4 separate regions of the Pan troglodytes genome follow, and all the other regions are linked to region 3. The links are chromatin contacts, called in public Hi-C and HiChIP or PLAC-seq maps. All regions are on one chromosome and are shown on one strand. The core of a region is the stretch at or near the end of the contact, and the rest is flanking DNA. Distances in the headings are between cores, read along the strand shown. Region 1 overlaps EMSY (EMSY transcriptional repressor, BRCA2 interacting). Region 2 holds the start of UVRAG (UV radiation resistance associated). Region 3 holds the start of WNT11 (Wnt family member 11). Region 4 holds the start of LRRC32 (leucine rich repeat containing 32).

The links. A called contact is a pair of places that touch in the nucleus more often than the background predicts. HiChIP or PLAC-seq counts read pairs in DNA pulled down with a chosen protein or histone mark.
Region 1: a Hi-C map of stem cell-derived neural progenitor cells shows a contact between it and region 3, with 2.8 times the contacts expected there. The contact joins the enhancer-like site here to the promoter of WNT11 in region 3. A contact is called at or near these places in 2 of 7 Hi-C or Micro-C datasets (blood and stem cell-derived neural progenitor cells), 1 of 1 datasets of contacts at active chromatin or transcription factors (stem cell-derived excitatory neurons) and 1 of 1 other capture datasets (stem cell-derived neural stem cells).
Region 2: a contact with region 3 is called in an H3K4me3 HiChIP or PLAC-seq map of stem cell-derived excitatory neurons, with 3 times the contacts expected there. The contact joins the promoter of UVRAG here to the promoter of WNT11 in region 3. A contact is called at or near these places in 1 of 1 datasets of contacts at active chromatin or transcription factors (stem cell-derived excitatory neurons) and 1 of 1 other capture datasets (stem cell-derived neural stem cells).
Region 4: a contact with region 3 is called in a Hi-C map of induced pluripotent stem cells, with 1.7 times the contacts expected there. The contact joins the promoter of LRRC32 here to the promoter of WNT11 in region 3. A contact is called at or near these places in 2 of 7 Hi-C or Micro-C datasets (induced pluripotent stem cells and stem cell-derived neural progenitor cells), 1 of 1 datasets of contacts at active chromatin or transcription factors (stem cell-derived excitatory neurons) and 1 of 1 other capture datasets (stem cell-derived neural stem cells).

Annotation. Positions count from the first base shown.
Region 1 is chr9:78,525,240-78,530,143 of NHGRI_mPanTro3-v2.0_pri, forward strand. It overlaps EMSY (EMSY transcriptional repressor, BRCA2 interacting), which reads left to right. Exons shown (of 21, transcript XM_016921647.4): 11 at 3,908-4,057. Among named protein-coding and RNA genes, the nearest start is that of EMSY, 68 kb to the left of the region's middle. Within about 2 kb of position 1,367, at least 3 of the 24 cell types and tissues checked have an H3K27ac peak or open chromatin away from gene starts, as enhancers often do. A contact at or near this core is called in stem cell-derived neural progenitor cells and stem cell-derived neural stem cells, where this site is marked.
Region 2 is chr9:77,828,622-77,833,551 of NHGRI_mPanTro3-v2.0_pri, forward strand. UVRAG (UV radiation resistance associated) reads left to right here and starts at 2,499. Exons shown (of 15, transcript XM_508649.8): 1 at 2,499-3,186. The coding sequence starts at 3,070. LOC107967162 (a long non-coding RNA gene) reads right to left here and starts at 2,472. Exons shown (of 6, transcript XR_010147618.1): 1 at 2,132-2,472; 2 at 1,273-1,391.
Region 3 is chr9:78,222,929-78,227,959 of NHGRI_mPanTro3-v2.0_pri, forward strand. It overlaps WNT11 (Wnt family member 11), which reads right to left and starts at 1,664. Exons shown (of 6, transcript XM_063784350.1): 1 at 1,268-1,664.
Region 4 is chr9:78,682,700-78,687,724 of NHGRI_mPanTro3-v2.0_pri, forward strand. It overlaps LRRC32 (leucine rich repeat containing 32), which reads right to left and starts at 2,577. Exons shown (of 3, transcript XM_016921656.4): 1 at 2,254-2,577.

The sequences.
Region 1 (4,904 bases), core at 117-2,616, 300 kb after region 3:
GAGCGAGACTCCGTCTCAAAAAAACAAAAAACAAAAACAAACAGACAAACAAAACCACTAGTACTGAGAAGCACAATAAAGCAAAGTGTAATAAAACAAGGTATACCTGTATCACTGTAGAATGAAGAAGCAATTTAATTTTATGTACTGACTATATTAAAAAGATCTCTAAGATACATTGTTAAAGGTAGGGGGGAAAGCAAGGTGCATGTGTTATGTTTTACAAGTGTGTAAAGAGGGGAGGTATAAGAATCCATATTTAAATTTTCTTGTATTTGTGGAGACTCTGACAATATATAAGAAACTAAGCTTTTGTTAATGGCAAGGGAGAACTAGACAGAGGACAAGGAAAGAGGACAAGTTATTCACTCTAACTTTTTATACTGGTCAGTTTTTAATGAATGCTTTCTCTATTCAAAAAAATAAAATATAGACCAGGTGCAGTGGCTCATGCCTATAATCTCAGTGCTTTGGGATTCTGAGATGGGAGAATTGCTTTAGCTCAGGAGTTCAAGGTTACAGGCATCATGCCACCGCACTTCAGCCTGGGTGACAGAACAAGACGCTGTCTCTAATAAAAAAATTAATAAACTGGCTGTGTTTGGTGGCTCATGCCTGTAATCCCAGATCTTTGGGAGGCCAAGGCAGGGGGACTGCTTGAAGCCAGAGTTCAAGATCACCCTGGACTATAAAGCAAGACCCTATCTCTACAAAAGTAGTAAAATTAGCTGAGTGTGGTGGCATATGCTTGTATTCCCAACTACTCTGAAGGTTGGGGCAAGAGGATTGCTTGAGCCTAGGAGTTCAAGGCTGCAGTGAGCCATGATCACACCATTGCACTCTACCTTGGGTGACACAGCAAGACCTTGCCTAAAATTAATTAATATAGTGTAATGTAATAATTGATTCACAAATAAAAATGCCATTGATACAGACCTTAGAAACTGGAACCTTGCAGAAATAGGAAGTATCTAGGGTGGGGTAAGTGACAGACTTCTCTGACAGACCCCTGCTTTAGGCACTGAGTGCTCACAGAGTCGGGGTAAGGGGTTGGGGAGCAGCCTAAGGTCCTCACAGCTTGCCTCGCTTGGTGGTGGAGTCACTGCCTCACAAGCCAGGGCAAGGGCTATCAGTACTTCAGTGTACTCAGTGGTACTGTGCCCAAGGTAGAGCTTTGTCCACAAACTGGGGGCTGGGCAGAATAAGAGAGCTCTCACATCCATACTGCTCTTGCCCAGAACTTAGCCTTAGCAGTAGGTAGCTGAGGGCAGGATGATATAATCTGAAGTCTGGTTTCTCCTGAGAAGAAAACCTTTCAACTGGGAGCTGGCAGAGAAGGAATCCCGAGTTCTTCTTCACTGCAGCCATCTGGAATGGAATGTACCCCTTGCTGAGCTAGTAGTGGGGAAGGAGGAAATGCTCTTGGTTTAAATACCACAGATGTTGCCTTTCTCAATGAATTTTTTGAGATTTTATTGAGTAGATGTTTTTTCATTTACTATTTGCCCTTGGCACGATTTCTGGAGCCTTTCAATGGTGGTTTTATAATTTTTACCAGCTTCACTGGGTTAGGGGGCCAGCAGAGCCCATGCCGCCGTGCCAGATATCAGTATTTGGAATGGCTTTAAGTACATTGGAATTACTTTCTTTTTAAGAGACTGTAGAATTCTCCGATGCAACTATCTGAGCCTGCTATTTTTTGGCAAAGGGGTACAGCTCCTGAAATTTTTATCTGTGGAAATTTGTCTATTTACATTTTTTCTCTTTTCTGGGGTCAATATTGATAAGTAATAATTTCCTAGAAAATTACCTATTTGATCCAGATTTTAAACTTATTTGCATATAATTGAGCAAAGTCATTTTATGATTATCTTAATTTTTTCTCTGTGTGCTTATTTCTTTAGAAGCTCCTTTTTATGTGTGCTTTAAGAATTACTTAATTGTGGTCGGGTCTGGTGGCTCACACCTGTAATCCCTTTGGGAGGCCAAGGCTGGTGGGTCCCTTGAGGTCAGGAGTTCAAAACCAGCCTGGCCAACATGGTGAAACCCTGTCTCTGCTAAAAATACAAAAAAATTAGCCGGGCATGATGACAGGCCCCTGTAATCCCACCTACTCGGGAGGCTGAGGCAGGAGAATCACTTAAACCCAGGAGGTGGAGGTTGCAGTGAGCTGAGATTGCGCCACTGTACTCCAGCCTGGAGACAGAGTGAGACTCCATCTCAAAATAATAATAATAATAAAATAATAATAACTGTAATTCACTAATGAAATAAATACTAGAAATTATTCCCCCCACAAACCTCAGTGCTTAAGATTTATTATAATCAGAATCTTAAAATTTCCATAATAATTACTGAATTTTTACTGTTCATTATGAACTTTACAGTTGTGATTTATTTAATCTTAACAACAGCCTTATGAGGTATATACTAATAGAATCATTATTTTATGGATGAGGAGACTGAGTCACAGAGATTATGTAGCCTGTCTAATTATATACTTAGATGTCATAATTTTAACAACTTTGTTGGCTACAAGAAATTTAAAATTATGTAAGGCTATTAAATAAATAGATCTGTTTGCTTCCTAACGTCTTAACCTAAATCACCATCTCAAAAAGTAATATAATTCTTAGTTGTCTATAACAACATATTTTAACTCATGAATTATTTCAGTGAAGATAGTAGTGGGGAAAGAGTGTTACCAAAAATTTCCTTCCTTAGCTACCAATTTAAATTTATAGTTGGCATAGGAAATTTTATTTTAACCCTTTTCTCATTTACCCCGAGAATACTTGCTGGTGGTGCTTGCAGCTGTAGCATTTACCCCAAGATAACTTTGCCAGGAAATATCTTGCTTTGATTATTATTTTTGCATTGCTCTAGTATATTGACTTTGGAAACAAAAGACATTATTCTATTTATAGCATTCTGTTTTTAGTAGTGGTATTTCCGTTTACAAAATATAGTAATTCTCAATTGCTGAAAATGTCAGATCCTAGAAGCTAGCATTCCTATGTGTGATGTTAACATAGTTCTCAAAAACAGTTTTTATATTTTATTTTCACATTGAAAATCACTCAGATTTGTTTCAGCCTCAAAGAGCATGTTTATATAAAATTAAATGAATGCAGACAGCAAGCTACACTTTTTTTTTTTCTAAATGGGAAAAGGGTTAAAAGAATGTTTACGTTTGGAAAGTCAATGTAACAATTATGGCATTATAAAGAAAAATTTAGAAAATGTAAAAAAAAAAACCCATAAATCACCACCCTAGCACTTTAGTTTTATTTTTGCCTATCACCTTCAAGTTCTTGTCCACACACATTATTTTGTGTAGGTAGAATAATAATGTATCTTTTTTTGTATCCTGTATTTGACAAAGTGAGCTATTAAAAATTATTTTAAAAGAAGGCAGTTAAAAAATTCAAACAAAAAATGTTCTTTGTCTTTATAATTTTCAACAGCTTTTATGTAAGTTTAAGGAGTTGTGTGAATATTTTGGCGAAGTTGGGGATACATAAAAGCACATTACCTTTTGTTTCTGACCTCTTATGCTAGTCCTTTCATCCTAAGTATTTGTATGGAAAGGATTATTTGCCTGTAAAGTCAAGTCCAGTGGATAATTTGGTTTGAAAGCTCTTGTATAACACAATCATAGACAAAAGATTTGTTTTTCTTTATGAACTTTGTTAATGCAATGTTTTAGTTGCATTTCTGAAATGAGAAATAAACTAAGAAGGATAGGAATTTGAGGAATAAAAGTTTAGAGTTTCATCAGTATTAAAAAAAACTTCTCTTTAGACAAGACTGAGTAAATGTGTGTGACTACTGCCCTCTTGGGTTGGTATAAGGGACATGTATTTAAAAATAATTTGTGCTGAGATTTATCTTTCTTCTTTCAAAGGTGTTAAAATCATCACACAACAGGTTCAACCAAGTAAAATCTTACCCAAACCAGTGACAGCAACTCTACCCACCAGTAGCAATTCCCCTATTATGGTGGTTAGCAGTAATGGTGCAATTATGACAACTAAACTGGTAACCACTCCTACTGGTAAGTTCTCTTGAGCATCAGTTCATTTATTCATCATACATTCATCAAACAGTTTCTCTGTACCAGCAATATGCTTGACACTTGGGATACAGAGATTAATGGGACAGTTTTTCAAAGAGGCCTTTCTTGATTCTCACACCCCTACTGACTGCCCTGACGTTAACTTTCTTTTGTTATTCTTTCTAATGATCCTTTGTTCTTTTCCTTTATAGCACTTCCCATAATTTCTTAGGTATCTAGTTGTATATTGATTTGTTTGATATTGTTCCTTTTATTGGACCATAAGCTCTGTGAGCGTAAGGGACCATATCCTTTTTATTTACCACATATATAGAGCTAGTCTGTAAGTAGGTGCTCAGTCAGGATTTGCTGAATGAATTAAAACAGTCCCAACCCACAAGGATTTCACTCTGATGAAGTTGAGAAGAGTATATGTTACATTACAGTTTAGTAACCGTTACTGAGACTGAGGGAAGCACAGAATGGTATTGTGCCCTGATAGGCAAGCAACCAGCATATGCTGGAGGAAGTGACAGTGTTGAACATTTTGGATAGTAACACTATCTAAAATGTTACCTTGAGCAGATTACTTAATCTCTCTAAATCTTTTTCTTTGTTTATTTGTTTTTGTTTTTTTCCTTGTTTATTTAAATGGGATAATAATACCTATGCCATAACGTTATTATAAATACTAAATGAAATCAGGTATGTAGAAAGTCCCCGGCATAGTGCTCAATAGTTGTCACTATTAATATTATAATTAGCCATTACCGTTATTTTAAATGTATGACTCTTTAACCAAACTTTTTGAGGATGGCTAGTATTTAGATGACAGAATTTAAATAGT
Region 2 (4,930 bases), core at 1,249-3,748, 390 kb before region 3:
TTGAACCTGGGAGGCAGAGGTAGCAGTGAGCTGAGATTGCACCACTGCACTCCAGCCTGAGTCACAGAGAGAGACTCTGTCTCAAAAACAAGAAAGAAAAGTTTTTAGAATGAAATAGGACATATGAAAATAATGACAGCTAGTATTTATTAAAAATGTACTATCTCCCAGACAGTGTGTTAAATGCTTTACATCATCTTGAATACTTTGCAAGCAGCAGGCTTTTGAGTTCTTCCCAATGCCCCTAGGGATGAGAGTTCTAGTTCTCCTAATGTTTTCGGCATTTCGGAAAAGTGGGAGAAGGGTTGTTTACTTGAGCCTGCATTTCCAGAACCCAGTAGCTAGCCTGTGCAAAGGTGAACCTCAGTAAAGGCTTGTGGAAAGAATAGATCCTGCTCTCTGCTGGAATGTCCTTTCCTCCCTCTCTCCTGACTTGGTGAACTCTTATTGGCCCTTCAATACCCTGTTTCAATGTCACCTCCACTGTGAAATCTGACTCTCAACTATTTTCTCTGGCTCCCACTGCCTTTGGGCTTCCCTCAGACCCAGCAGTGAGTAACTGGATGATCACTCTTTGTTTGTTTTTGATATGGGGTCTCAGTCTGTTGCCCAAGCTGGAGTACAGTGGCATGATCTTGACTCACTGCAGCCTCAACCTCCCCAGGCTCAGGTAATCCTCCCACCTCAGCCTCCTCAGTAGCTGGGACTATAGGTGAAAACGACATGCTGGGCTAATTTTTGTATTTTTGTAGAGACAAGGTTTTGCCATGTTGCCCAGGCTGGTCCCAAATTCTTGGGCTCAAGCAAGAATTGTGATAATGTGTTATGGCAGCCTCAGAAAACTAATACAGCTTAGAAACAGAAATGTGTTTTCTGTGAAATTCCCCCAGATCGTGGCACCACATGAGTTCAATCAGATAATATTTGGGATTTCCCAGTGACTCCTTTCTCAACAAACACCTGATCAAGCGACTCCTTTCTCAACAAACACCTGACCACACGCCCCAGGCTCCAGCCATGAGGAACCACTCAATTTGTCAGAACAGGAGACAGTGTGACATCTTTGTGATCCAGCTCTGAGAAAAGATCCAAGGTGTTTTTCAGGCTTCTGAACACCCTGGAAAGATAGTATGCTTACATTTTGTTTAAAAAATTTAAAATGCAACTACTATATGCCAGGTCCTGTGTGGGCACTTTACATATGTTGATTTACTTTAATCCCTACAGCAATCCTATTACTATTTTAAAGCTGAGAGAGGGGAAGTGACTTGCCTTGGGATAGCTCAAAGGTGGCAGAGCCAAGATTCCAAAGTGCCTGATTCCTATTGTGTCTGACTCTAAAACACTATGTTCTTTCTGCTATGTTCATCCAGGTGGTGGAAAAATTCAGTCTAGGAGTAAAAAAAGGAAGATCAATATCCTGCAGAATGACTCATGCTATTCATTATAGAAGCAATTGCTGGAGATGCTATCATTGTGGATCACGGAAATCTTCATGGAAGAGGTGGCATTTGAGCTGGGCCTTCACCGCAAAAAAAAAAAAAAAAAAAAATTTCCTGATTCTCTGTCAGGCACTGGGGATCCAGAGATGAATCAGACAAGGTCCTTTTGCTTGAAGAATTCACAGTATTTTGTGTGTGTGTGGGAAGGAGGGTGGCTGCTTACATGTGTTAAAAGACAATGTGGCCAGGCCTGGTGGCTCATGCCTGTAATCCCAACACTTTGGGAGCCCGAGACTGGAGGATCACTTGAGCCTGGGAGTTTGAGACTAGTCTGGGAAATATGGCCAGAACCCCATCTTTACAAAAAAATTTTAAAATTAGCTGGGCCTGGTGGCATGTGCCTGTATTCCCAGCTACTTAGGAGGGTGAGGTGGGAGGATCACTTGAGCCCAGGAGGTCGAGGCTGCAATGAGCCGTGATTTTGCCACTGCACTCCAGCCCGGGCGAAAGAATGAGGCACTGTTAAAAAAAATTAATAGAATAATCCAGACCCACGGTAGGGTCAAAATTCCTAACTCAAGGTCCCAGAGAGGCTCAGAGAAGCCTTTCGGAAGAAGGGACTCCTGCCCCAGCTAAGACTGATGGATAAGTAGCAAAGGCTTTCTGGGGACACAGCACAAACAGCCCACCTGAAGCGGTGAATCGGCGTCCTGGGTGCCTGGCACACCTTGTAGCTCAGCTTACTAGCTAGTGGAGTGCGAGAAGGGGCGTGTACTTGTCGGTTGGAGCTGGTCATGAAAGAGCTCGTGGGACTGCCCGACGGTTCTCAGGTCCCAGTGCATCCTGCGTGGTGGCTCTCTGCTGAACCAAAAAGCATTCCTTTTCAATCCCTGCACGCTCACGCCGGGAAAAGACTGCACAAGGGGCCTGCCAAGGCAGACAAGCGATCGTCACCCAGCTGGCTTCCGAGGGTCCCCGCCCTCCACCGGAGGCCTGTTACCACGGCAACCAGTGAGGGCGGAAGTGGCTCAGAAGACCGATACTCCCTAATCAGGTGACTCTCCCGCCTCCTGCACGTGACACCGGAGCCCAGAAGCGCGCTCTACCTAATCAAGACCCCACCCCTCTTTCCCTTTACTGGCAATTGACAGCGACCTCGTGCAATGGCCCTTCCGCCTCCACCAGGAGACTCTGCCCGTTGGTAGTGAATGAACCAATTAGACTGGGAAAAAAAGAAGCAACGCCCCAGGTTTCACTCCGGCTTGACAGACGCAATTGAGGCCATCCTTGAGTCCCTCCGCCCCCAAGTCCAGTAATGCCAGCGATGGACAGACCTTCTACCCAATAGCACGCCCCTTTTCTGCCGTTGGGTCCCGCCTCCTTGAGGGCTAAGCCAATGAGCGCTCCGGGTCTCGGCGGGGTGGAGGGGTTGCACTGCGGTAATATGGCTCTTCCTTAGCCAGCGGCGGCAACGGCGGCAGCGGCGGCGGCTACTGTCTGGACTGAGCAGTAGTGCCTCTCGGGTGGCGGGTTTCTAGGCTGCAGGGGCTTGGCAGGTGGTGGCAAGGGGGCGGCGGCGGATGCCGGAAGAGCGCCCGCCCCGCCGCTTGGCGGCCCCTGGATCGAGATGAGCGCCTCCGCGTCGGTCGGGGGCCAGGTCCCCCAGCCACCCCCGGGCCCGGCCGCTGCTCTGCCTCCCGGTTCTGCCGCGCGGGCCCTGCATGTGGAGCTGCCGTCTCAGCAGGTAAGCCCGCGCGGCTCGCAGCACTCGGGAGGGACCCGGGCAGGCCCGCGTGGAGAGCTTGCTGGCTCCGGGCTGACCCCGCGAGCCGGGACACCCAGAGCAGGGACCTGGAGGGCTCGCGGGACTGAGGAAGACTGTCAGGAGGTTTGTGCAGGGAGGGGTCCAGTGATGGCCGAACCTCCGGGAGATCCTGGAGTCCTAGGAGAATCCCGTTACAGGAGATGGGCTTGTTAAGAGACAAGCAGCCAGCCAGCTCAAGTCCCTGGGGCCCCGGCCCGAGGCCGCCTCCCCCAACGCAGGGAGCCGGGGATTCCCCCGCGCAGACCCTCTCCCTCGTTCCGCCCAGGAAGGGACCCGGGGAACCCCCTGTGTCCCACGGGCCATAGCGAAAGCACTTTTCCTTTCTTTCCCCACCTGGCCATCCCCGCTTACGGAGAAACCAGTTTGTACTCTTCGTGCAAGAGCCCTGGAGGAGACTTTAGGGTGTCTACCATTTGCTTTAATCTCCCCTGATTATTAAGTATTCGGCCTCTTTAGAGAAATGTATTCAAGACTTGGGGGTTTCCTTCCTAATTCTCCGAGTCCCAAGGAACGCATCTTAATAATTAGGAGGACTTTTTCCTTCTTCATTCCCTTCAGTGAGTCTCTGTGGAAGGAGGATTTGATGTATATATTCATGTGTTCCTCCATCCTTTAGGAAGGGCTTTGAGGACTTCTTGGCTCTGCGTTGTAGGAAGATAAGAAGGGGGAAACACTGACTTTGGAGATCTGACAAAACTCTTTGTTTCACTCACATATCTGTAGAGTACTTCCCTCCTTATATCGGTTGCCTTCCTTCTGTCCCCCAAGAGGAGATTTTGCAGGAATCTTAGCATTAAAGAGACCTAAAGAATACCTTTCACCCTCTCCCTATATTCCTCCTGCCAAGAAGAGGATCTAGAGAAACTGTCATTTATTGAGAACTTACCGTGTTGGATTTGTGCAAAGGGCTCAGTGGCCATTAGTTCCCTGAATTTTCACAACTCTGTGAGATAGCTGTTTTTATTACCCCCATTTGGCAGTTGAGGAAACTGAGGCTTGTCCAGAGCCTTCCAGTTAGTAAGTGGTGGGGCTGGGTTGCAGAATCCAGTGTCTGACTCTGCAGCCATGCACGTGCTTGAGACTTGGGCAGCCTTCCTCCACCACCTTTACACAGGACAGAGTGAGTTCTTTCATACACCCCTCCAACTTTCCATCAGCTACCAGTGGGACTTAGGAAGGATTCAGAAAGAGGAAGGGAGAGGTTGTGGGGGAGAGAGTGGTTGAAAAGTGAAATGGATTTGAGTGCAGTAAAGGAGGCGGGGGCTAAAGGGAAGAGAAGAGTTGGAGATAATAACCACTGTGGTTGCCTTTAAATAGGCAGGCAGAAGAGCTTACAGTAGCAACGGCTTTTTGTGTGACTACTACCGAAGAGGATTGAAAAGATACCATGTGCCCTGGTTTTGTGATGCTGTTGGCAGGGAATTTCTGAATAGTGGGAGTTTGAGGGTAGTGGGGGTTTGGATTGTGTTGTGAGATACAGGGAGAGGGTAGAAGTCTGGCTAGGGAGGGAGACACGTCTCTGGAGTGAGCATTAATGTGAGTTTTTGTATGTGTGGGAGGTAGAGTGTGAGAGTGGTTACTGGGAGAGGGAATAGGGAGCACCGTTAGAAACACCCTGGAGAAGTCCTAAGGAGTTCAGGGGCCAAGAAGGTTTTAGTTTGGG
Region 3 (5,031 bases), core at 414-2,913:
TGGAGAGCGAGAGGTCACCTCCTCGAAGTTGGTCCGAGCTACCCTGCCTGCAGCGGGCCCGGGAGGCGGCCGCCTGGGGCTGTGCACAGGGAGAACACCACGAGCGCAGCGCCGCAGCCCAGCGCCGCCAACAGGTGGTCATAGGCCCGGGCTGTGGAGGACTCTGGAAAGCCGGCCGCTGGGACCAGGCCACGCCGGCGAGGACTTGCGGGGCCCCCCCTACCCCGACGCCCCACGGGCACCGTGCACCGGGGCCGATTGTCCGCGCGGCGCGCAAGGTCGGCACGGGCGGGTCCCGAAGCCTCCCGCCACGCAGCTCACGGAGCTGACCCCGCCAACCAGGGACGCCGAGCGACGGCTTCAAGGTTACCTGCGGGGCGGGGCGAGGCCGGGCCTGCCACCCAGCTTTGACCCCAGCCGTGAGGCTTTCGAGAGACGTCTGCTTGGCTGCGCACGCGGCGCTGGGTCACCCGGGAGACGGGTTGTTTTGGAAGTGGGAAGGGTGGGTGGGAGCACTCGAGATCCCTCCTGCTAACCCCCTGGAGCCGGACCCTGCACGCCCAGGGCCTTGAGGGACACCGAGGCACTTCAGCCCCGGGGGTGGGAGGCGTGGAGCTCGTGCGCGAGCTCAGCCAGATGTTCCGGGCGGTTGCAGATGTGCCTCGGGGCCGGGGACAGGACTTTCCTCCTCCCTAGTCCCCAGCCTGGAGCTCAGGTCAGTAAACAAACTCGGTTCTCCCCCTCCCCCCGCCGCCCCTGGGACCCGTTCTCAAAGCCAGGCTTCTGCCCCCATCCCCAATTTACTAGGCGCTGCCGCATTTCTTTGCCTTTTGCCACCCTTTCCCCCCGCCCACCACACACACCCTCTGTCGCGGGATCCAAGTCCCCCACCCCCGGGGGTGGCTCGGGCATGACCTCATCCGCCGAACGACTGGGAAGGAGGGGGTCACCTGGGGTGCGGGGGCAGAAGAGGGGGGCCGGGCCGGGAAAGTTCGAGGAGGGCCGCAGGAACTGCACAACCCACCACCGTCCCGCGTCCCCCTAAACCCCGCGTCCCCAGGCTCCCGAGGCTTCACTCCGCAAAGGGGAACTCTTCGGAGTGCTGCGGGGGAAAGGTATGGAGGAGCGCTTGGTTTGCTTACCCGGGAGTGGGTGCCCAAGGGGGTCGTGGCGGGTGCGAGAAGCGTCGTCCCCCTCGGACTCGGGCGCCCCCAGCCCTGGCGGGTCCCCGCTGAGCGGCTGCCCGCTGCCCGCGACCACTGCTCACCTCCCGGGGCGCTCGCCAGGCGCGCCCTGCGTGCCCGGGTGCCCCGGCCTGCCCAGGGAGCGGCGAGTGCGGTTTCCAGCGGGCCCGTGCGCACTCCGGCTGGGCGAGCGGCGAAGGCGCCCTCTTCGTGAAGCGGCGCGAGAAGGACGCCGGGGATCCTGGCAAGCTGCGGCCGGCTCAGGACCCGCGCGGAGTCAGGCGCGGACTCCGGCTGCTCTCTGCTGCGCTCAGCTCCCGTGGCCTGTGCTCGCCGCTCGCCCGAGCTCTCCTCCTCGCCTGGCGCGATCTCCGGCGCGAGCCTCCCAAACTGCTTTATAAGGCGGGCGGCGGCTTTGATCCGCCCACGTCAGCGCGTCGCAACCCCACCGGGTGGCCCCGGCCGCGCGCGGGGGGCGGGGGCGGGGTCCCCGCGGACGCCACTGACCTGCGGCGCCCGCCGCTCCAGAGAACTTAGTACTCTGTCGAGTTACAAAGGGGGACTCGCTTACTACAGCTGGTGTTTACTAAGCGTGCGTGCTGCGTGCCTGCGACACGCGTGGGGCCCGGGTAAGGCCCATCTCGAATCGTCGCAGCAACCAGGCAAGGAGCCTCAACTGGCAGGGGGAAGTCAGACTTGGGTCTCAGTCTGGAGCCGGGGCATCCTTAGGTGTTGGTCGCGCAGCGTGGTTACTGTAGACGTCTGAGGTCCCGAAACCTGCCTTCGTGTCCTAGTCCTGGTCCTTCGGGGGGCCATCTCTTCTGGCCTCTGGTTCCAGTTGTGGAAAAGGAATCAACGATCCTGCAAGAGAAAGAGACACGAGGACTCCGCGCTACAAAGCCCGCTGTAAACCTTAGGTGTGGAGCTGGGCGGCGTCCCAGCCATTGGGGTGACTGCTGGGGAGTGTTCTGGACACAGGGGAGGGGGAGCAGAGGAGGACTGGGTTTCCTAAGTTAAAGGAGCCTAGAGAGGCACCTCCTGCGTCGAGTAGCCCAGGCGTGTGGTGCTTCTGGGACCCCCTCACTTGGCCTCCCCTGAGCAGACCAGCTGCTTACCCCACAACATGACTGCGATTTCTAACTGCCCATCGGGTGCTGTGGGTTCATCCATGTCTCCCCCTCCTTCTAGGGGCCTCAATCCCAGGACGTCCTCAAGGATAACTGGTTCATTAGCAGAAAGGGAAATGGAGACTTAGTGAGGACACGGAGCCTGTCTCAGGTCCCCCAAAATGCCTGACATGCTTTTCCCCATTCTTTGCAGCTGCAGATGAAGTGGCACTCCTAGGCTGCCCCACACCCAGCTACAGGTACCTCCACATACAACACAAACATCTGGGCCCACAGTGCCCACAGCAGCCTCCCAGCCATACCAGTACTCCCACACAGCCAGTCCTCACACACAGGCTGGGGCATATCACCCCGCATATGGTTACAAACACACTCGGGAGATACCAGGACATATCATCTGCCCTCACGCACAGTAGCACAGAGGTGTGAAATGGCCGTACACACATCATGAAGGGGAGGCTGCACACAGACCACCTGCGCGCACACAGTTCACGTGCAAACATGCATGAGCTTCCATGCACACACAGCTCCCAAGTGTACAATGCCAAACATGTACTTCTGCACACAATCACAGGGATACCCTTTGGAACATATGCTGGGACACCCCCATCTCTCATGCCAGAACACTGGGGCAATCTGATCAAAAAAGCAGTGGAAAGACAGTGGGGCTTGGGGCATTGAGGAAGGGAAGGCGGGGGCTATTCCACCTAAGAGGCAGAGAGCAAAGGCCTCCGGGGGCCCAAGAATGTCTTTAGCTCCCCTGCCCCAGGCCCCCTGGCCACTTCAGTCAGAGCCATTCCAGGTGGTCTCTGTCTGATTGGGATGCACACCCCTCTGCCCATTTAAGAGGCTCAGTCAGTTGCCTCCAAACATTTGCAGCAGTCCTCCTGCCAGAAATCCCCTCTGGCTCCCAGCTAGAGTAGAAATGGAAGAATTTGGAGTCATGTAAACTTGGATTCCAATACAGATTTTGCCCAATTTTATTTTTAGCTGTGTAATCTTGAGCAAGTTGCTTAAATTCCCCAAGACTTAGTTTTCTCACCCACAAAATGGGAATAATACAATCCCATGGAATCCTCTACTTCTCCAAGATCAGGATTAGTATTCCCATTTCACAGATGTGGAAGCTGAGGCTCAAAAGGGAGCTGATATATGAACCCAGATCTCTGGCTCAGACTCCACTATGGCTGGTGGCTCCCAGTGAACACATGGGGGAAGGATAGTGACTTTCCATCGTCTTGTGGGGAGTTGAAGGAAACCAGCAGAACATCCCATACTCCTGAAGCTCAGCCCTGCCCCCTCCTGCCACCTGCCAGCTACTCAGCTGTGTCCTGTGGATCAGGACCCAGGCATCAGCTAGGGCTGGAAACCTGCCTGGGGAGGGGAGTAGGGGGAAGGGCTATGAGAAAGTGTTGCCAAAAGCTTGCATTGAAAATCAAGGGAGACTTGGGGTGAGGGTCTGCCCCTCCCTGCACCCAAGTCTCTCCATTTGCATAATAGGCAGTAATTGAGAAGAATTTTGTTTTCATCTTTAGAACCAACTGACCTACCCCCTTGCCGTCCCTTCTACTTCCCTCTGTCCAGTCCTCCTCAAGGGCCACTGTGTATCTGGCTTGTGCTGGCCACCTGGGCTGCAGGCTCCTCTTCAGAGGGGATGAGGCCCCATGCCCCTGGCTGCTGCTGCTGTGGACGTGGATGTGAATATATTTTTCTTCTCAATCAGCCCAGGCGATTCTGGTGATCTGATCACCCAGACATGCTGGGGGCTTCCTGTCAGCTGGCTTCTCAGCCCCTGCCTGACTGCCATTGGCCAGGGGCACACCCCTTTCCCCCCACCCCCGTCCTGTACCCACCCTGCCCAGGGAGGCACCCAGGCTGAAAGGACATGGAGGTAAGGGCAGACAAAGTTCCGTTCACCATGCTGACCTTGAGGGACCCCTCTGCCCACTTCAGCTTCCTTCCCTTGAGGCCAAAACCTTGGTGGAGATGGTGGGGGGCAGTCACCTGTTTCCAGGGGCACCGGATGGGGGTGCAGGAAAACTGGTTGCAGTCCTGAGCCCCGTCACTAGTTTGCTGTGTGATGGCAGGTAGTTTTTTTGCTTTGTCTGAGCCCCAGTCGCCCATCTATAAGTGAAGGGTTGAACCTCTAAGGGCCTTTTCAGCTCTAGAACCCACACATCTTGGGGCTCCTGACCCAAGAATGCTGTGTGACCACAACCCCAGATGTCCCCCCAATGCCTTCTCTGTCTTCCCTAAGCCCACTACCCCTACTCAGACCTCAGCACTTTATCCCTCCCACAACAACAAAGGCTTTTCCAGAGAAAGCCAAAAGCAGCCAGTAAGGAGAAGGGTCAAGATCACGCACCCTGGGCCACGACTTTTCGGTGTATGAAGGGGGGATGTGGTGGGGCACTGCTCGGCTCACTGCTATTGCTTCACCAAGGGACTCAAAAGAGAGTGACAGCTAGGTGTGGTGGCTCACGCCTGTAATCCCAGCACTTTGAGAGGACGAGGTGGGTGGATCACTTGAGGTCAGGAGTTCAAGACCAGCCTGGCCAACATGGCGAAACCCCATCTCTACTAAAAATACAAAAATTAGCCAGGTGTGGTGGCAGGCACCTGTAATCCCAGCTGCTTGGGAGGCTGAAGCAGGAGAATCGGTTGAACCTGGGTAGCAGAGGTTGCAGTGAGCCAAGATGGTACCACTGCACTCTAGTCTG
Region 4 (5,025 bases), core at 1,327-3,826, 460 kb after region 3:
CACCCTGACCTCTTATAATCTGTCCTGTACCTAGCAGCCAGAGTGATAATATAAAATCATCTGTCAGATCCTAAACCTCTTCTGTTTGAAAATCTCCAAGAAAATCCAGGCTATCCACAGTCTCCTCTCTGACTCTTGCCCATTTTCCCTTCCCTCACCACATTCCAGCTTTCCTGCTGTTCCTTCAACACAGCAAATTCATTCCTGCCACAGGGCCTTTGCTCCTGCAGTTTCCTCTCCCTGAATGCTCTTCCTCAGCTCCTCACACATGTCATTGTTTTCCCACATTTATCATTTCCTCATCATTTATTTCTTATCATGCGGGAACAGGGGCCTACTAAGTAGGTATTCACTAAAGACTAGTGAACAAGTGGCAAAATCAGGGCAGAAGCTCAGCTGCAGTGGACTGAGTGGTGAGTGCCAGGTGAGGACAAGGAAGGGTCCTAGGCCCTTATTTCCCCTTCCTCTGCCAAACCCCACTCTATCCCCGAGGTGGCCCTGTGCACATCCAGAAGGGATCGTCCCTGCAGCACATGGGCACTCTGTCCTGGCATCTGACGGGAAGGGCCCCTCAGCTGTGGGCCCTCCTCAGTGGTGCCCAAGTACCGGGTGTAGCATTTAAAGACTACTCTCTCTCAAAAAGGAGGACGGTGTCACTTAGACCCAGGCTTGCATCCAAAGCCCACCACTCACCAGCTCTGCTCCCTAAGGTAAGTCCCTTCCTTTCTTGGTGCCCCAGTGTCCTGTCTGCAGGGTAGGCAGCTGGGTTCCAGTTCTGCCACTGGCCAACCCCAACTATTGTGATGATCAGGCAAAGAATGGTGGCGAAGGTGCCCTGCATCCTCACTGTCCTTCCCAGCTGACACAGTGACCCTCGCAGGGCTGAGCATCCCAGGTGAGGTGTGCTCAGTGGGGAGGCCCCAAGCCTGCAGACAAGTGGCCTGGGCAAGAGGAGGCAGGAGAGTCGGACTCTCAGGAGTCCAACTCAGAAAAGTGCCAAAGAATGTATGTGTGTGTGTGTGTGTGTGTGAGAGAGAGAGAGAGTGAGAGAGAGAGAGCAGGGGTACGGGGGGCAATGACTACTACCACAATAAGCCCACCCCTACATTTAAGGATGTTAGTCTTCTAAGCACTTGACCTATATCATCTCATTTAATTCTCACAATCACCTATTGAGGAAATTACTGTAATTCCCATTTTACGGATGAGAAAACAGTTTCCGGAAAGTGAAGTGACTTACCCCCAGAGTTACCCAGCTCATAAGGGCTTTGGAGCTGTGATTTATCCAGTTCTACATGACCTGAATACTGTGTTTTCTCCAGCACATGCTGAGCCGACTCCCCCCTATAGAACTGTCTTTTTTTGCCCATGAAGAAAAGGAGGCTCAGAGAGGTGACTTACCCAAAGTCACACAAGGAGAAAATAGCAGGGTCAGGATCACAATCCAGTTCATCTGTCTCCAAAGCAAATGTTCCCACTATACCAAATCAAGGTCTCCTTCCCTAAGCCCTGCCAACGACCCCTCACACGCAGGAGCAGGGCAGACTAGCTCACAGTCTGGGCTCTGAGGTCCTCTCTCCCTCCTCTCAGCCTCAGCTGACTTACTGGCAGAGTGGGGTCCTGGGAGAGCTGCTGCGGACGTTCCTGTCAAGCAGTGAATCACTAAGGGCAAGCCTCGTTCTGGAGACATGTGCATCCCACGGGGGAATTAGACCTTAACCCAAAGGAATGTGGCTGTGATGGCGGAATTTCAGGCAGCTCGGCGTGGGGGTGGGGGTCCCTCACATCTTACCACCCATGAAGAAGGCTGGCTTCAGAGCCCCTTGGAGAGCGGTGGGTGCCCCCTACCCCACTACGAGAAATGGGCAGGCCATCTAGTGCTGTGGGATGGGCAGCCCCACGCCTGGCTGGGATCGGAGCGTTGCAGGAAACCTGAATTCAAATTCCGGTTTGCCCTTGCCTAGCTGTGTGTTCCTGGGCAAGTCACGGTCTTCAGGCCATTGTTTTCCCAGCTGTCAAATGGGAAGGCCGGCCTCACCCCTTTGCGGGAAAGATCCGCCAAGACAGGAGCGCTGGGGAACTCCCAGGGACCGAGGGAGGGTCAGCCCCGGCTCCACGCGCGCAGTGGGGATGGCGGGAAGGGAGTGTTTGGGGGGCGTCCCTTGGGACCAGCCCCCGCCTTGCGCTCGCTAGAGGCGCGCGACAGTGCGCCCCCCGAGGGCCGGCCAGCCTCGCCTGCCCGGCGGCTCCTACCTGGCTCAGCGCGGCCGCAGCTCCTCTCCCGGGCAGTCTCGGCACATTTTGCGCAAACCCGCCCCCGGGTCCCACCCCGCGCCAGACCCCGGGGTCACGGCCCGAGGAGGAGCAGGCCGCTCAGCTGCCCCACCGGAGCCCCCGCGCTCCGGCTGCAATTTAAATACCTCTCCCGCCGGCCCGCCCCGCCACGCCCCCCTCTGGCGAGGCCGCGGGGTCCTAGCGCCTGGCCCCGTGCCTCGGTTTATCCGGAGCCGGCGGGGGCGGAGTGGGGTGGGGCGGCGAAGCATCTTCACCACCCTGGGACCTCGGCCGGGAAGGGGCGGGGGCCCAGTGTGGGGGGATGAGAGGGCGGGAGGGAGAGGGGTTGCAGAGGAAGCGCCGTGGGAGCGAGGCCCATCCCAGTGGCCGCCGCACGTGCAGTTCGCGGCCCCGCGGGGTCCGGAGGGGGGCGCGGTGGCTCTAGGAGCCGCAGGTCCACAGAGGAAATCCGGCCTGGCCCCGATTTCCCAGCTGCTGGCGCCGCCGCACTTAACGCGGGGGCAAACAGGCGAGGTGACGGCGGGGCTGAATGCGGAAGGAAATGACCCTTCGCTGGCCCTGGGGCGGCCGCGGAGGGGGTTCCCCGCACCAAGCCGTCCACTCTGGTGGGTCCTGGCAGGTCACTTTTCCTCTCCGGATTGTGCTCTAGTGTCTAGACCCGTACTCCTCCATCATCTGCGGGACCCTTCAACAGCCTGTGAAACGGCACCATCAAAGTCCTGTTTTCGGATGGAGAAGCTGAGGCTAGGGGTGGGGGCAGTATGTACACATGAAAACCAATTGTCTGAGACTAGTAAGGTCCCTATTTATAGTTGGGGAACCTGAGGCTCAGAAAAGGTTAAATGGCGTGTCCAAAGTCAACACAGCTAATAAGAATCAGTGATTTGAGCCCAATCTGTTCATAAAGCTAAGTCTGATTCAGTTTGGGCATTATCTTGCCCGAATTTTTAAAGTACTGTGCAAATATGGGGTGGCGGTATTGTCATTTAGATTGGAGGTTGAAGCAGATCTTCCCCAAAGCCACCTCTCTTCTAGATGCCTTGACCCTACCAAATCACAGGTACCCTGCCTTGCTGCCTGTGGACTCTAGTATGCGGGTCCCTAGAAGAGAGGGGCCCTGGCTGTCCTCCAGGTCCTGGTTCCAAGTGTAGAAGGTGCCTCTTCCACAGTGTTTCTCTTCCCTGATCGTCACCAGCCCTGAGAGTGGGGCAGGGTGCCCCATTTTACATGCATGAAAGTGACCACCCAGGGCCTTGTGGCAAATCAGGGTAAGGCTGGGCTCAGAAGCGGGATTCCCTGAAGTCTCTACAGTTACTGCCTTTTCTTACCCCTGTTCAGTCCACTGTGGAGATGGATCTGGGGAGATGGGGTCAACCCAGAGAGGACAAGCCATGATAGCAGGTGCCATAGGGGCCTGACCTAGTCTTAGAAGAGGAAATCAGGGAAGGCTTCCCTAAGGAGGAGGCCTGAGCTGCAGTGAGGGGATGGGCAGGAGGTGCAGGTAAGGAATCTCTCAGCAGGGCCTGTGAAGGGTATCCAAACCTCTTTCCCTTCCCTCCCAGCGACCCAAGGCCTCAGATCTATGTCCACAGGGTCCTAGCTGGTCCATCCAGCCCCCTCTCTGGTCTCTAGTGCTCCATTTGGTCAAACGGAACCTCAGCGCCCCTATCTGTAAAGTGGGAAAGATAGTAGCTACTACTTGGAGTTGGTGCTAGAACTAAGTGCAATGGATCCAGCTGGAGCCTGCACCCAGTGGTTGTTAGGCAACTTCTCACTGCCTTTATTGTGGCAGTTGGTGGATACTCCTATATCCTGTGGGCTTCCTTTTCCAGGTCCCTGTCCAAGGGGCCAAATGTCCAGGAAAGTGCTTTGAAGCTGCCCTGCAGTATGAGCAGAGTGACTGGATCATTCGGGCAGTTCCTGGCCTTGTGTATCGGACCAGCTCCCAGCCATCCAGACCCAGGCTCACTGAGCACTGCCTCACTCTTCCCGGAGCTGCTACCAAGCAGAAATCACTGGGCCATGGCAGAGCTTCTGCTAGGGCCCAGGAGGGCGGGGCTGGGGCTATGGTGGGCTGGGGGTGAGTGCCCCACCTCCCACTCCCCCGCCCCCAGAGGCTGTGGTTGTGGTTAGTCAGCTCGTGGGGTTCCACCTTACTCAGCGCCCGGATGGGGCTCCCCAACATTTGAGGCAGATGGGCAACCAAGCGTGCCCACCTGCTGCAGATGCCTCTGGGGACCAGGGGCTAAAAGCCGGGAAGCCCACAGGCTCAGCGCCCCTTCCTTCATCTCTTCACTTCTTTGGCAGTCATGTTGTTGTGTGACTTTTGGCAGGTTGCTCAGCCTTCCTGACCTTGGTTTGCTGACCTGCAAAGTGAAACTAATTACAGTACCGGGTGTATGAGGATGGCCTGTAATGACACGTGTGAAGTTCCTGGTCGCGGGGGCCTTTGCTCAGTAAACATGACCTCTCTCCTCTGGTGGGCCCAGGACAGTTGCTGAATAAAAATGCCCAATGCCTACTTTTTTGGAGCTCCCAGGCCAGATGAGAGACAGATGAGAGCACAGAGGATGATTGAGTCCAGAGGCCTTGAAGGCCAAGTCTAGGAGGCAGAGCTTGAGTCTGCAGGAGGAGGAGTGGGTGGAAACTGAGCAGACTCAGGCTTGCCTTGCAGCCATGTGGAGGGTCTTTTAAAGGCCACCAAGTCCAACTTTCCATCCAGTGTCACTT